Linked DNA regions of Mus musculus: regions 2, 3 and 4 are each linked to region 1. A link is a contact called in public HiCAR-type and HiChIP or PLAC-seq data. All regions are on one chromosome and are shown on one strand. The core of a region is the stretch at or near the end of the contact, and the rest is flanking DNA. Distances in the headings are between cores, read along the strand shown.

Region 1 (2,858 bases), core at 126-2,625:
CTTCTGCTTGGTTAGGGAACCTTTCTGCTGACCCTTGCCTCTCTGTCCTCTGTCTCCTAACATATAACCTAACACACACCCCCTCCCCTTTCCTTCTTTCACTTCAAGTTGCTGTCATTTCCTCTCCACAGATTTCCAACGGAATGGCTGGCTCCATGCGCTATACCTCTCTTTCTCTCTGTCTGTCTGTCTGTCTGTCTGCCTCTTCTCATCTTAGTAAACTACTAAGCCAGGCAGCCATTGCAAAAGATCAAACGACAGTCCCATCTCCCAACCCACTTTTTTTCTCTGCCCAACTTTGCCTCTCTACCTTTGCAAGTTCACCCGCCCCTCAACATCCAGCAAAATACATTGTAAATCGTTGCCTTACCGTTTTACGATATCTGCAAACGCTACATTTGTTGCATTTACAAGCCGAAGAAACTTTTGGTAGAAAAAAAAAACCAATTTAGGTGAAAAAAGTAAGTAGGTAGTGGTGGCACACGCCTTTAATCCCAGCACTTGGGAGGCAGAGGCAGGCGGATTTGAATTCAAGGCCAGCCTGGTCTACAGAGTTCCAGGACAGCCAGGGCTACACAGAGAAACCTTGTCTCGAAAAACAAAAGAATGAACTCTAAACCGAGTCCCGTTTGCCTTAGTGCTTCTAAACCAGTCTCCCTAGGAACGACTTGGGTCTTGCTTACCACAGTGGTATACTAGCTAAGGCCAAGCATTGCCTGGCACATAATAGGCATTCCAGGCTAGTGTTTCTAGCCGGAGAAAGGAACACAAGGGCAGGGGAATGAATGAACATTCCAAGACTTGCAGAGTGCATGGCACACCGCCGCAAGTCTAACAAACAAACAAACAAGCAAACAAACAAATCAACAAACGAAGCAGCTGCAAAAGGAGCCCTGTATGCAAGACAGTCCCGAGGGTCCGGCTCGGGGAAGTCGCCCCTCGGAGCACACGGGACCCCACTCCCCGCGCCGCCCGCCGCTCTAGCCCCGCACCTTGGTGTCCACATCGGCCAGGCAGTCCCTGCGGAACTGGTCGAAGAGCCCCTGGCTCTTGAGGTGGTTTACGATCATGGCAACGAGCTGCGGGTCCCCAGCACCAGCCCCCGCGCTTCCCGGCCCGCTCGCTCCCGGGCCAGCCCCAGGGCCAGGCGGCGGAGGCGGCGGCTGTGGTTGCGGTGGCGGCGGCGGAGGCGCGGGCGGCGGTGGCTGCGGCTGCGGGTTGGTGGCCATGGCGTCCCGGACCGGGGAGCCCGCGAGCCCAGGCGGGCAGGCGCTCCGAGGAAGGCGGCTACACAGGTCCCGCCGCCTGAGGGAAGCCAACGGGATGTTGTTACGGAACCAGCGGATCTAGAGCAACCCCGGAAGTGAAAAGGAACTGAGGGAAAGGAGGAAAAGGCGGTGACAGCAGCAACTCAAGTCTGGCTACCGGGGCCGCGGCGGGCCAATTCCAGCCGCCTCGAGGCGCGGGCGCCCTCACGAGGCTGAGACGGGCGGGAACAAGTTGTGGTGGCGGCTGCCGCCGGGGAGCGAAACAGAGAGCCGGGTAGGAGCGTGCGCCCGCTGGCTCTCCACCTGTAGCTTCAGCTCAGAGGAGGCAGGAGTGAAGCGTTGGTTTAGTTTCACTGTTGCGGCTGCCCCAAGCCCGCCGCAGTGCGAAGCAGCCGTGGACTTTCTTTCTTTCTTTCTTTCTTTCTTTCTTTCTTTCTTTCTTTCTTTCTTTCTTTCTTTCTTTCTTTCTTTCTTTCTTTCTTTCTTTCTTTCTTTCTTTCTTTCTTTCTTTCTTTCTTTCTTTCTTTCTTTCTTTCTTTCTTTCTTTCTTTCTTTCTTTCTTTCTTTCTTTTTCCACCCACCCATCCCATTCTTCTGGTGTGTCTATCTCACTTGCTCCAACCTACAACCTCCCATTACTGTCTCTTAAGTAAGCTACGAGGGTTTTGCTGCACATGACGGTACTAGCGAGTGAAATCTGTATAGAGTTGTGTCTCAGGCATGACCCGTACACGCGTTAAGGCGTTTAGTCCTTGGGTGACACCTAAGACTGAGTCCTTGTATGATCGGGCTAGTTTTATGTCACCTTGACACAAGCTAGAGTCATCTATGAGGAGAGCACCCTAGTTAAGAAGAATGCCTCCCTAAGATCTGGCTCTAGGCAAGCCTGTGGGATGTTTTCTTAATTAATGTAGGATTAACTAATTAATTGATGTAGGAGGGTCCAGTCCATTGGAGGGGGCTACCCCTAGGCTGGTGGTCTTGAGTTCTGTAAGAAAGTATGCAGAGTAAGCCAGAGGGAGCAAGCTACTCGAGTACTCCAGGACCCTTGCCTTGGCTTCTGCCTCCAGGTTCCTGCCCTGTTTGAGTTCCTGTCCTGACTTCCTCTGATGAGAATGAACAGTGATAATGAAAGTATAAACCAAATTGCCCGCACCCCGCACCCCAGTTGCTTTTGGCCCTGGTGTTTCATTGTAGCAGTAGTTACACTCAGACATTCTACTAATTCCAATTTGCACATCAGGAAACCACGTAAATCATACAGAGTTGCACAGCGGGGGGGAAATCGCCTGACCTGGGACGGCGTTGTCTTTAAAATCTGTTCTTAAAGCTGAGTGGTGGTGCTTTTAATCCAGAAGCAGAGGCATGCAAATCTCTTGAGTTCAAGGCCCCTCCAGTCTACAGGTCTACAGAGTTCCAGGACAGCCAGAGAAATTCTGTCTCAAAAACAAATCAAAACAAAAAATTAAAAAGAGACAAACAACAAGAAAAAAAAAACATAAAAAAAGCAGTCAAGTTTAAAGTGGTGTAAAGTATAATTTAATTCCTTCCTTTCTCCCTTTCTTCGTTCCTTTTTTTTTTTTTTTTTTT
Region 2 (2,858 bases), core at 228-2,727, 2.4 Mb after region 1:
AACAACATAAAGGCTTTCCTGAAGCTTGAAAAGATTTCAAAGAAACCGTAGTGAAACCTGGTCGCATCTATTTGCTTGCCCTAGTCAAGTCTAAGTGAACAAGCGGCTGAGAGATTGAAGACTTTGGTTTACTTAGGTATTGCCAATTTAGAAAGCAAACATTCCTGCAAGCAAGTGTTTAACTGACAACTAAACCAAATAGAAAATAAAGGGGGAAAAAAAAAACCAAACAAACAAGGCACACAGCTGGTGCCTGAGTTTTCAAAGATATGGAGACTGATGCAAAACTCTATGTCCAATTCTGAGAATTAGCAAGTCTATCAGGATCTATCCACCAGTCTTACAGACTTTTAGGACTCCTATAATTTCAATACCCATAGTGAATGGAGTCAACCTTATAACTTGAACGAGTATTTATATAAGCTGCAGGACCTTATTCCACTGCATTAGCTCAGAATAAGTTGGAAGAAATGTCATCAAGTTGCTGTCCAAGATCTTGGATCTACGATGCAAGAATTAAAATGCAATCACTATTATACCCAATGAAACGGCCAAGCCAAAACTTTCCCTTTTGCTTCCGGGCTTAATAGAACGCTTCAGTGTAAATACCAAAGCTGTTAAAAGTTCTTAATAAGATCCTTGAACACAGGGGATTGTAATATTTTAACAGTATGCTTCAGAGCTTATGGACAGTAGGGCTTAAAAGTGGTACGTATTTTCTTGTGTGACAAACTGTTTCTTCTGGCTTAAGTTTTAGTTTAGGAAAACTCCACATGTAACATTTTAAGGGGTGCCGCACATTTCTGTTTGAGAGAAAACTGCTGAACTTCACGGTCACGACCACACTGTCAGCTGAGTCTACGAAAAATGGATTCGGCGGGCAAGTTAACAGGTTTCCGAGACTCAACTTCGCATAAAACCATAGGGGGAAGAGTCACCTCGGCATTGACATCGCCTAGAAAGCCCTGCGTTTCCCATTTTTGACCTCCTTCGGATGTGGGAGATGCCTGTCACTGTTGAGGCCGGTCGCGAACTCTCGGGGACCGGGGACCGACGATCTCCCGGGCGCACCTGGCTCGGGGATGGCTGCGGGAACGTCGGGCCGCGCGCACTAGCCGCCGGGGTAGCTGTCACCGGCCGTGGGGACATGGGAGCCACCGGAGCCGCGGCCGCTCCGCGCGCAGAGGGAAGGCGCTGGCGTCCCCGCCACCACAGCCCGGTCGGCCCCTCGGTAGCCCGCCGCGGCCTAGTGCCGCCCGCCCGCCCGCTCGCTCGCTCGCCTCACCTGCGCGGCCGCGGCGCTTCTCCCGCCGCCGGTCGCTCTCGTAGAAGCCCAGCGTCTCGGTGTGTTGGGGCGCGGGCCCATGGCCGCCACCACCCGGCTGCTCCGCCTCGCCGCGGCCGGTCCGCTCGGGGCCGTCCGCGCCGCCACCGCCGCCTTCTCCCGGGGCGGCCGCGTCGCAGACGCCCGCCATGTTCCGAGAGCCACACACTGTCCCCGCCACCTCCCTCCAGCCGCCCGCCCGGCCTCCGCCTCCCGCCGGCCCCCTCGCCGCCTCGCCCCGCCCCTCGCCCGGGCAGCCGCCATCCGTAGCCCGCCGGCCGGCGCGCGCCATTGGCGTCAGCGGCGCGTGGGAGGCCGCGGTGGCCGCCGCCACGGCCGCCGCCATCTTCTTCCTGCCGTCGCCGTGGCGCGCGGCGGGCTCTGCGGACCGGGGCGCCGCGCCGGGCTCCATGCCGCCGGGTCGCGCGGTGGGGGACGGTGGGCGGCAGCGGGGCTCGGCGTGGTTGTCCGCGCGGCCGGAGCCCCTTGTGCCCGTGCGGTGGCCGGAGTGCGCCGGCGCGACCCGCCTGGCCTTGGCTGCACGGCGACTGGGGCCGGGCTCCAGCTCTGTGGCTCCCGCCGGCGCCGACCCGGTGGCTCTGCTGTCTTGGCTGCATCTCTCCTGCATATTTATGATCGTCTGTCACATTCCCTGTCCGTGGACAGTGTCCAAAGCCTAGCTCGGGGGAGCGTGCCAACAGGTGGGGGACTCGGCCCGACGGGCAAAGTGCTCGATGCGCCTAAAGCGCCGGGGACATTCTGGGTTGCCTTTCGGGAATAGGGTTATGTGACTGCGGGTGGCAGCCAAGGCGGCCTGGTTCTGTCAGATTGTCACCGCTTGCCGTGAGACTTGTGACCCTTACCCCCTCACTGGTAGTCACGGATAGCCGCGCTGAGACCAACGGATGCTCGCTGGGTGCAAATGAATCCGCCTCAGCCTTGGAAGACCTTCACCTGGGATTCCTACATTCTTGCTGTGCGCTCCTGTAACGCACGCGGTGGCCCCTGGATTGCCTTCATGCCCACTTCGGAATTAACCTGCATTGTGGCAACTTTTTAAATGAGTAGAAGCATAGCAAATACCTCTTCACTCTCTAAACTGCCCTACACTTAAGCCGAGAAGCGATGGAGCAGGCCTAGAACATCCAGGAGAGCCTTAGAGATGGAAAGCTAGATACCCGATTGCAAACTCCGCAACTTTTCTGTACTGTACTGCAGCAAGGCCATTTGACAGTAGGGCGGGATGAAGGGATAGGAGGGTTAAAGAGGAACTTGCAAAGTCCAAGAAATCCCAATCCCAATTCAATGTAAACTTTACATTGTGGAAAACCAAACACTGCAGAGAATATTATTTAAAGTCAGTTTGGTTTTATTTGGTAAAACTGGATCTTAAAAACAGTGCCCTTGACAAAGCTCCAGCATCATGAAAATCAAAAGACACAGAGTTTTATATACTGTAAGGTTTCCTCCAACCTAAGTTTATTATCTGTGTTCCAAATCTTAAATAGTCAAAGAAGGGAGAGGGGCCCTGTCA
Region 3 (2,858 bases), core at 95-2,594, 2.3 Mb after region 1:
GTGGAGGGGTCCACAAAGGACTTTAACCGTTCGCTTGCTTAACAAAGGCCAGCAACCGCCCACAAGAAGCCGAGCAAACCATTCTCCGCCTGGGCATGAGAAAAGTCCACAACTGAACAAGAGAGCAACAGAGCGAGCTCCCGGAGGAAGCAGTAGCTGCAGGAAGCGCCGGTACCTTTGCTCCGCTGCCTTTCCCTACAAGCTGCCGCCAGACCCGGCGCCCTCCTGCCCACCTTCCCCCCTTCTCAGGGGCCTTTCCCGGGCTGCGGAACACAAAAGAACCGACTGCGAGGCGGCGCGCGAAGCTGGGAGCCTCCAGGAATCCGCCGTCGCCTGGGGGAGGGGATCGCCCCTGAGTCCTGTAGTCCGGAGCGCCACCAAGGCATTTCCCCACCCAGTCCTGTTTGAACGCCGGGTTGAGGATTGGAACCTCTCCGACCCATTCTCGGGAACTTAGCTCGAGCCCCGATCCTCCAGCAGCCACGAAGCTCTGCTCAGTCCACATTCCTCTTTGTTGTCCCTGGTCCCCGCATTCTGTCAAGGTATGCCCTGAGCGCTCCTGCTCTCCATCTCTAGGAAAGCTGAAATTCTCGGTGCTGTGTGACCCTAAGGGCTGACTGGAGCCAGGACTTCCAGCCCGGGTGCGTGCGCTTGGCAACGGCCGCAGGGAGGCGGTTTGCCCTTGCACCGGCATCGCCCTCCCGCTGCGGCCAGTAGCACTGTGAGCTGCACATAGGTAGCAGATGGTGGCTGGTGGCCGGGAGTCCCACGTCCTGTCCCCCTCCCCCAGCCTACCCCCCACCTTGGCCTTTCCTGGAGTTTTCCTTACCGCAAAAGAGTTCTCAAGACCCAGACCGAACCTCCTCTCGCCGCCCTTCCCGAAAGCGGGCCGGTGGCCTGAAAGTCTCACCGCCTCCTGCTCTTGTCTCCGGAACCCAGCGACCTCCACCCCTCCACAGGATGGAAGGAGTACCGGAGCGGAGCAATGTGCCGCGGAGAGGAGCCGGCCACCGCCGCGGGAAAAAGTTTGCACGCTCTATAACCAGTCCTCCAGACCCTGGGCTCGCCCACTGGCCGAGACCCACACCACCCTGCAGCCCCTCCAGCTTCGGGAAGACAAACTAGGTTCCCGCCACCTGCTGTGGAGGCAGAGGAAGACGTTGCTCGAGCTTCTCCACTCCTCATCCCTGCCCTGGGTGTTCTAGAAGAGGGGGAGCTCAGCGCCCCGCGCTGGGTCGGCACTCGGAGCAACTCACCTCTCCGGTCCAGCTCTCCTCCGGGTCTCGGAACCCTCCAGCCCCTCGCCTCTAAGCTGGGCTCCTTCCACTTAATTCATGAATTATTTAAGGTCCAGCCCCAGGGCACCACAAGAGTGATTGGGTGAGAGCCCGTCCCACTGCTCCGCCCCGGGTTGGCTAAGGGTGCCTGAGTCAGGACCACGGGACTCCAGGACTCTGGGAACCTGTTGCGTCCTCTAGGGTCTCTGGCAGAGGTTTGGGGATGGAACTAAAGGAACACCGACTCCTTCAGAAACGTACTTACTCAGGGCTGAGCTTAAGGCCAGGTGCCGGGGTCTCCACAAGGCTCGGTAATTTAAAGAGCAGGAGCCTAGGGCTCTGAGTCTGAGCGCACTGATTGGACCTTCTGAGAGGCTACAATGCCCTGGGGACACCCACGGGACAGAGCATTTATTTCCTGCTGAAATCCCTGCTCAGTCCCAGAACACCCTTCTCTATCACCTAATCCTAAATCGCTGCTTGGAAGGCCGCTAGCTCCTAAAATCTCTAACCTCCACACTTTCCTGGCTCTTTAGACACGATACCGGTACTCAGTGCATTTTATTTAAAACAACTAAAAAACAAACAAACAAACAAAAATCATCTAAGGGGGAGAAAAATTGGCTGTAGTGTATCCCTGTGCTATCAGGGACAAACACAACGCTGGTCCTTTTGATCAATTACATTCCTGGATTCAACCAAAAGTGGGTAGAGAATAGACCAAGGAAGAATAGCGCCTCTGGGACATTTTTACCATCAAAGGATGCGTATTAATTGTGTGCGGGTTGTTAGGTAGATGGACGGAGAGATGAAAGAATGGCTGCACAGATGTTGGAAGAATAGGTATGTGGACACATGGCCTTTTAAAAATAGTTTACGTGTATGAATGTTTTGCCTGCATGAATGTATGTGTAGCACTTTACCGTGGAGTTGGTCAAAAGAAGGTGTTGGCTTCCCTGTCACTGGAGTTACAAAGGGTTGTGAGCTGCCATACGGGCTGGGTGCAGGGAATTAAACTCTGCAAAGAGGGAGTGCCTCTGCCAAAACAACCGATGCTTTATACCACTCACCAATCTCCCCAGCCCTGACAAATGAACTTTAATTTAGTAATTTTCTCACCACAAAATATAGCATACACTGAGGATGGGCAGGGGAAGGTGAAATTGAAATTGACCTCTACACGGCGAAGGTGTAGAAAGAGTTCATTCAGAAAGACCACTGAGAAACCACGGAAAACTGAAGCAAGCAGTGTTGGAGTACTAGAGAAGTCTAAGATGGCCAGTTCTCCCCTTTACAGTCTCCTGGGCTCCACAGCTTTCCTGCTCAGAGGCAGACAGGCTACTGAGGATGGTGTTAGCTTGAGACTTGAGTTCTCTCTCCTGGGAGCTCCTAGCTGTCCCCGAGCTGCCTATTTTACCAGCATGGGCACTCATGGCCTTATCACTCTGAATCCAGCTTCTGTGTCTGCAAACCAGCACAGGGCTGGCTACCCGTACTCCTTCTCGTTCCTTGTACATCCACAAAGTTCGGGCAGCGGTGTGATAAGGCTCTACGCCATGTGTTCTAAGCGGATTTTTTATA
Region 4 (2,858 bases), core at 197-2,696, 2.0 Mb after region 1:
TCTCAACTAACCTGGACCTTCGAGACCACTCAGACACTGAGCCACCAACCAGGCAGCACACACCAGCTGATATGAGGTCCCTAACACATATACAGCAGAAGAGTGCTGGGTCTGGACTCAGTCAGAGAAGATGCACCTAACCCTCTAGATACTTGGGGCCCCAGGGAGTGAGGAAGTCTGGTGGGGTGGGGGGTAGGGATAGGGGTGGGGACATCCTCTTGGAGAGGGGGTGGGGAGGAGGAGGTGAGGGAATGTACCAGGAGGGAGATGAAGTCTGGACTGTAAAAAAAGATTAAAGAATGTATTTTTAAAAAAGAAAAAGAAAACACAGGAAAAAAAAGAAAGAGAGGGAGAGAGGCACACAAAATGAATAAGCAAAATGACAGCAAACGTTTAAAAAAAAATGAAATGCACAGTCTAAAAAAGTCCTCCTGACATACGGAGCTGCAGAGACTTACTCTCCTGCTGCCTTCGGAAGGATTCTCTGTCATCCTGTAGTATAGCTGCAATGCTGCTTTCCCGCATCTTAAAACAGAACAAGGGGCTTTCCTGCCCCAGCTCTTGCATCCAGTACCCTCTGCCTGAAAAGTGTCCCGTGAAAATCCTGTGTCATGATCCATTCTGTGACAAGTCTCTGTTTAAGCAGAAGAGTGCGGGGTCTTCTTGGGAAGGAGAGCCAGGAAGAGCCTTTGTATTTGGGGTTCCCATGTGGGATGAAGTATTACTGCACATGAGATGGGTTGCGAGCATCCTATCAACTCTAAAATCCTACCTTTGTCAACCCCCTAGAGTAAGCAGCAATAACTTACATTTATTGAGTAATCGGTTGTTATGTCTTAGGGATTATGCTAAACACCTAGGAGGTATTAAGCCATCTAATCAAAGCAAGCTTTGATGTAATGAATGTGAGGCTCTGCTCACATCTATCTAGTTCAGAGAGGTAAGTTTATCTTAACAGCACTTTACCATCTGGGGCTGGGTTTGAACTGATACCTCCTGAGAAGAGGGGCAGAGTAAAGCTGAGACTTTAAAGATACTTGGGCAGGATTTTTATCAAAGCTCAGAAGTAGAGGTAAGCAGGCCATTCATTGCCAGGCATTTGGGTGAACAGAGAGAGAGAGGGAGGGAGGAGAGGGAGAGGGAGAATAATTTTACACACACACATACACACACACCTGAGCATAAGTAGCAAACATGTCAAGTGTCAAGGTTGTTGGTCAGGAGTATTCTGAAGCTGTTGTTTGTGTACCAGCAGAGGCTAAAGTGCTGTCTTCTCTTGGAGAGAGAGGTTCTGGTCAGTTTGCTCTGGAGTCTGGAAGTAAGCAGTTGGAGTGCCTGTTGACAACCCAAGAGCCTTATTAGTCCAGTCACCTCCGTGGAACTTTGGAGCAGGAGTAGGGGGTGGGAAAGGAAGCAGATAAAAGCAAGTGAAAAAAAGGAGGAGGGGCAGGCTCTGACCCAGTCAGCCCTGTGCTCTCTTCCTGCCTAGCCTGGGCCAGTCTTCGGGAGCCCAATGGCTAACTATGAATTTAGCCAGGTGTCTGGGGACAGACCTGGCTGCCGCCTCTCTAGGAAAGCCCAGATCGGTCTCGGAGTGGGTCTCCTGGTCCTGATCGCCTTGGTAGTAGGGATCGTGGTCATACTTCTGAGGCCGCGCTCACTCCTGGTGTGGACTGGAGAGCCTACCACGAAGCACTTTTCTGACATCTTCCTGGGACGCTGCCTCATCTACACTCAGATCCTCCGGCCGGAGATGAGGTGAGTTGGCTTCTGAGGCTCACTCTAGGCACAGTGCGCAGCGGGACACCGGGGAAGCAGGCTGTGACTCAGCTGGAGCTCTCGCGGCGGGGGGGAATCTTCCAGATTGTCCCAAACAAAGAATCTTGTGTTGTGGATCAGCTGGAAGCCGAAGGGCAGTGCTGAGCGGAAGGTCTCCTGTTCAAGTTACCAGAACACCGCCTGCACAATGCCTCCTCCGTTTTGGCAGTGTCTGTGATGGGGGCGCCGATCCTTGCTGAGCTCTGCAAAGATGCTCGCTTCCCACAGAGGGTCCTGAACTCTGAAGGAACCCTTAGGGCTATCTTTGGCCACAGCCATGCTTCTGGGACAAAGATTACTCTCAGGCACAGGAACTTCACATTGTCTTTTGGCTTGTGGTTTCCATCAGACACCGCCCCTGCCCAGAAAGTTAAGGTCACAGGCGACATTTAACTAGGTGGCTTGCTCAGCTTGCTGTGGGGGTGGAAGGGGCCAGGAGGATTTTTGTGAATTCAAGGTTAACAAGGGCTGCACAGCAACATTGTAAATTCCAGGACAAGCTTGGGTTACAAAGAGAGACCTGACTCAAAATAAGTTAATTAATTTTAATTAATTACAACACAAAGAAAACAAAAAACAAGCCCAAACAGCATCCTGGTCTTTTTTTTTTTTTGCACCTGATCATTAATAAAAACAAAACAAGACAGACTGTCAAAACTGAAATATTACTCATCAGGTAAGCGAAATCCACTTGGTGATCCTGTGTAGACCCTTGGGAACATCATCTTCATTGGTCAATAGAGTCAGCCCATAGAACCCCTTCCACCCACTACCTGCCCCAGAGGGAATGATTTATGTTGCTTCTCCCTGGCATCATTTTAACGTAGAACTGATTTCTGAAGTCAAACAGAAAGCCCAGCAGGCTGGGAAGGCACACGCAGAAACCCAACTTCACATTCTGTCTTCAGATGCACACACTTCCCGGGTGCTCGAATGCTCAGTGGTTTGGGTCCTGGTCTTACTTGAAAATGTTGGAGTATAAACACTCTCAGGGTCCTGATAAATATTTTGTTTACAGATGTTTAAATGATATTGGTTGT

Evidence for each region. HiCAR-type assays count read pairs that join an accessible place to other places. HiChIP or PLAC-seq counts read pairs in DNA pulled down with a chosen protein or histone mark.
Region 2: an H3K27ac HiChIP or PLAC-seq map of double positive thymocytes shows a contact between it and region 1, with 9 times the contacts expected there. The contact joins the promoter of Tapt1 here to the promoter of Bod1l in region 1. A contact is called at or near these places in 2 of 39 promoter capture datasets (the C10 cell line and liver), 1 of 484 Hi-C or Micro-C datasets (CD8 T cells), 4 of 115 datasets of contacts at active chromatin or transcription factors (double positive thymocytes, large pre-B cells, pro-B cells and 1 more) and 2 of 9 other capture datasets (adipose tissue and liver).
Region 3: a contact with region 1 is called in a HiCAR-type map of astrocytes, with 6 times the contacts expected there. The contact joins the promoter of Prom1 here to the promoter of Bod1l in region 1. A contact is called at or near these places in 1 of 39 promoter capture datasets (embryonic stem cells) and 1 of 115 datasets of contacts at active chromatin or transcription factors (astrocytes).
Region 4: an H3K27ac HiChIP or PLAC-seq map of embryonic stem cells shows a contact between it and region 1, with 5 times the contacts expected there. The contact joins the promoter of Cd38 here to the promoter of Bod1l in region 1. A contact is called at or near these places in 5 of 39 promoter capture datasets (embryonic stem cells, hippocampal neurons, liver and 1 more) and 2 of 115 datasets of contacts at active chromatin or transcription factors (embryonic stem cells and large pre-B cells).

Annotation. Positions count from the first base shown.
Region 1 is chr5:41,842,940-41,845,797 of GRCm38.p6, forward strand. Bod1l (biorientation of chromosomes in cell division 1-like) reads right to left here and starts at 1,376. Exons shown (of 26, transcript NM_001310601.1): 1 at 993-1,376. The coding sequence starts at 1,229.
Region 2 is chr5:44,225,129-44,227,986 of GRCm38.p6, forward strand. It overlaps Tapt1 (transmembrane anterior posterior transformation 1), which reads right to left and starts at 1,478. Exons shown (of 14, transcript NM_173764.3): 1 at 1,286-1,478. The coding sequence starts at 1,475.
Region 3 is chr5:44,100,392-44,103,249 of GRCm38.p6, forward strand. It overlaps Prom1 (prominin 1), which reads right to left and starts at 1,345. Exons shown (of 28, transcript NM_001163577.1): 1 at 1,257-1,345.
Region 4 is chr5:43,867,363-43,870,220 of GRCm38.p6, forward strand. Cd38 (CD38 antigen) reads left to right here and starts at 1,447. Exons shown (of 8, transcript NM_007646.5): 1 at 1,447-1,758. The coding sequence starts at 1,514.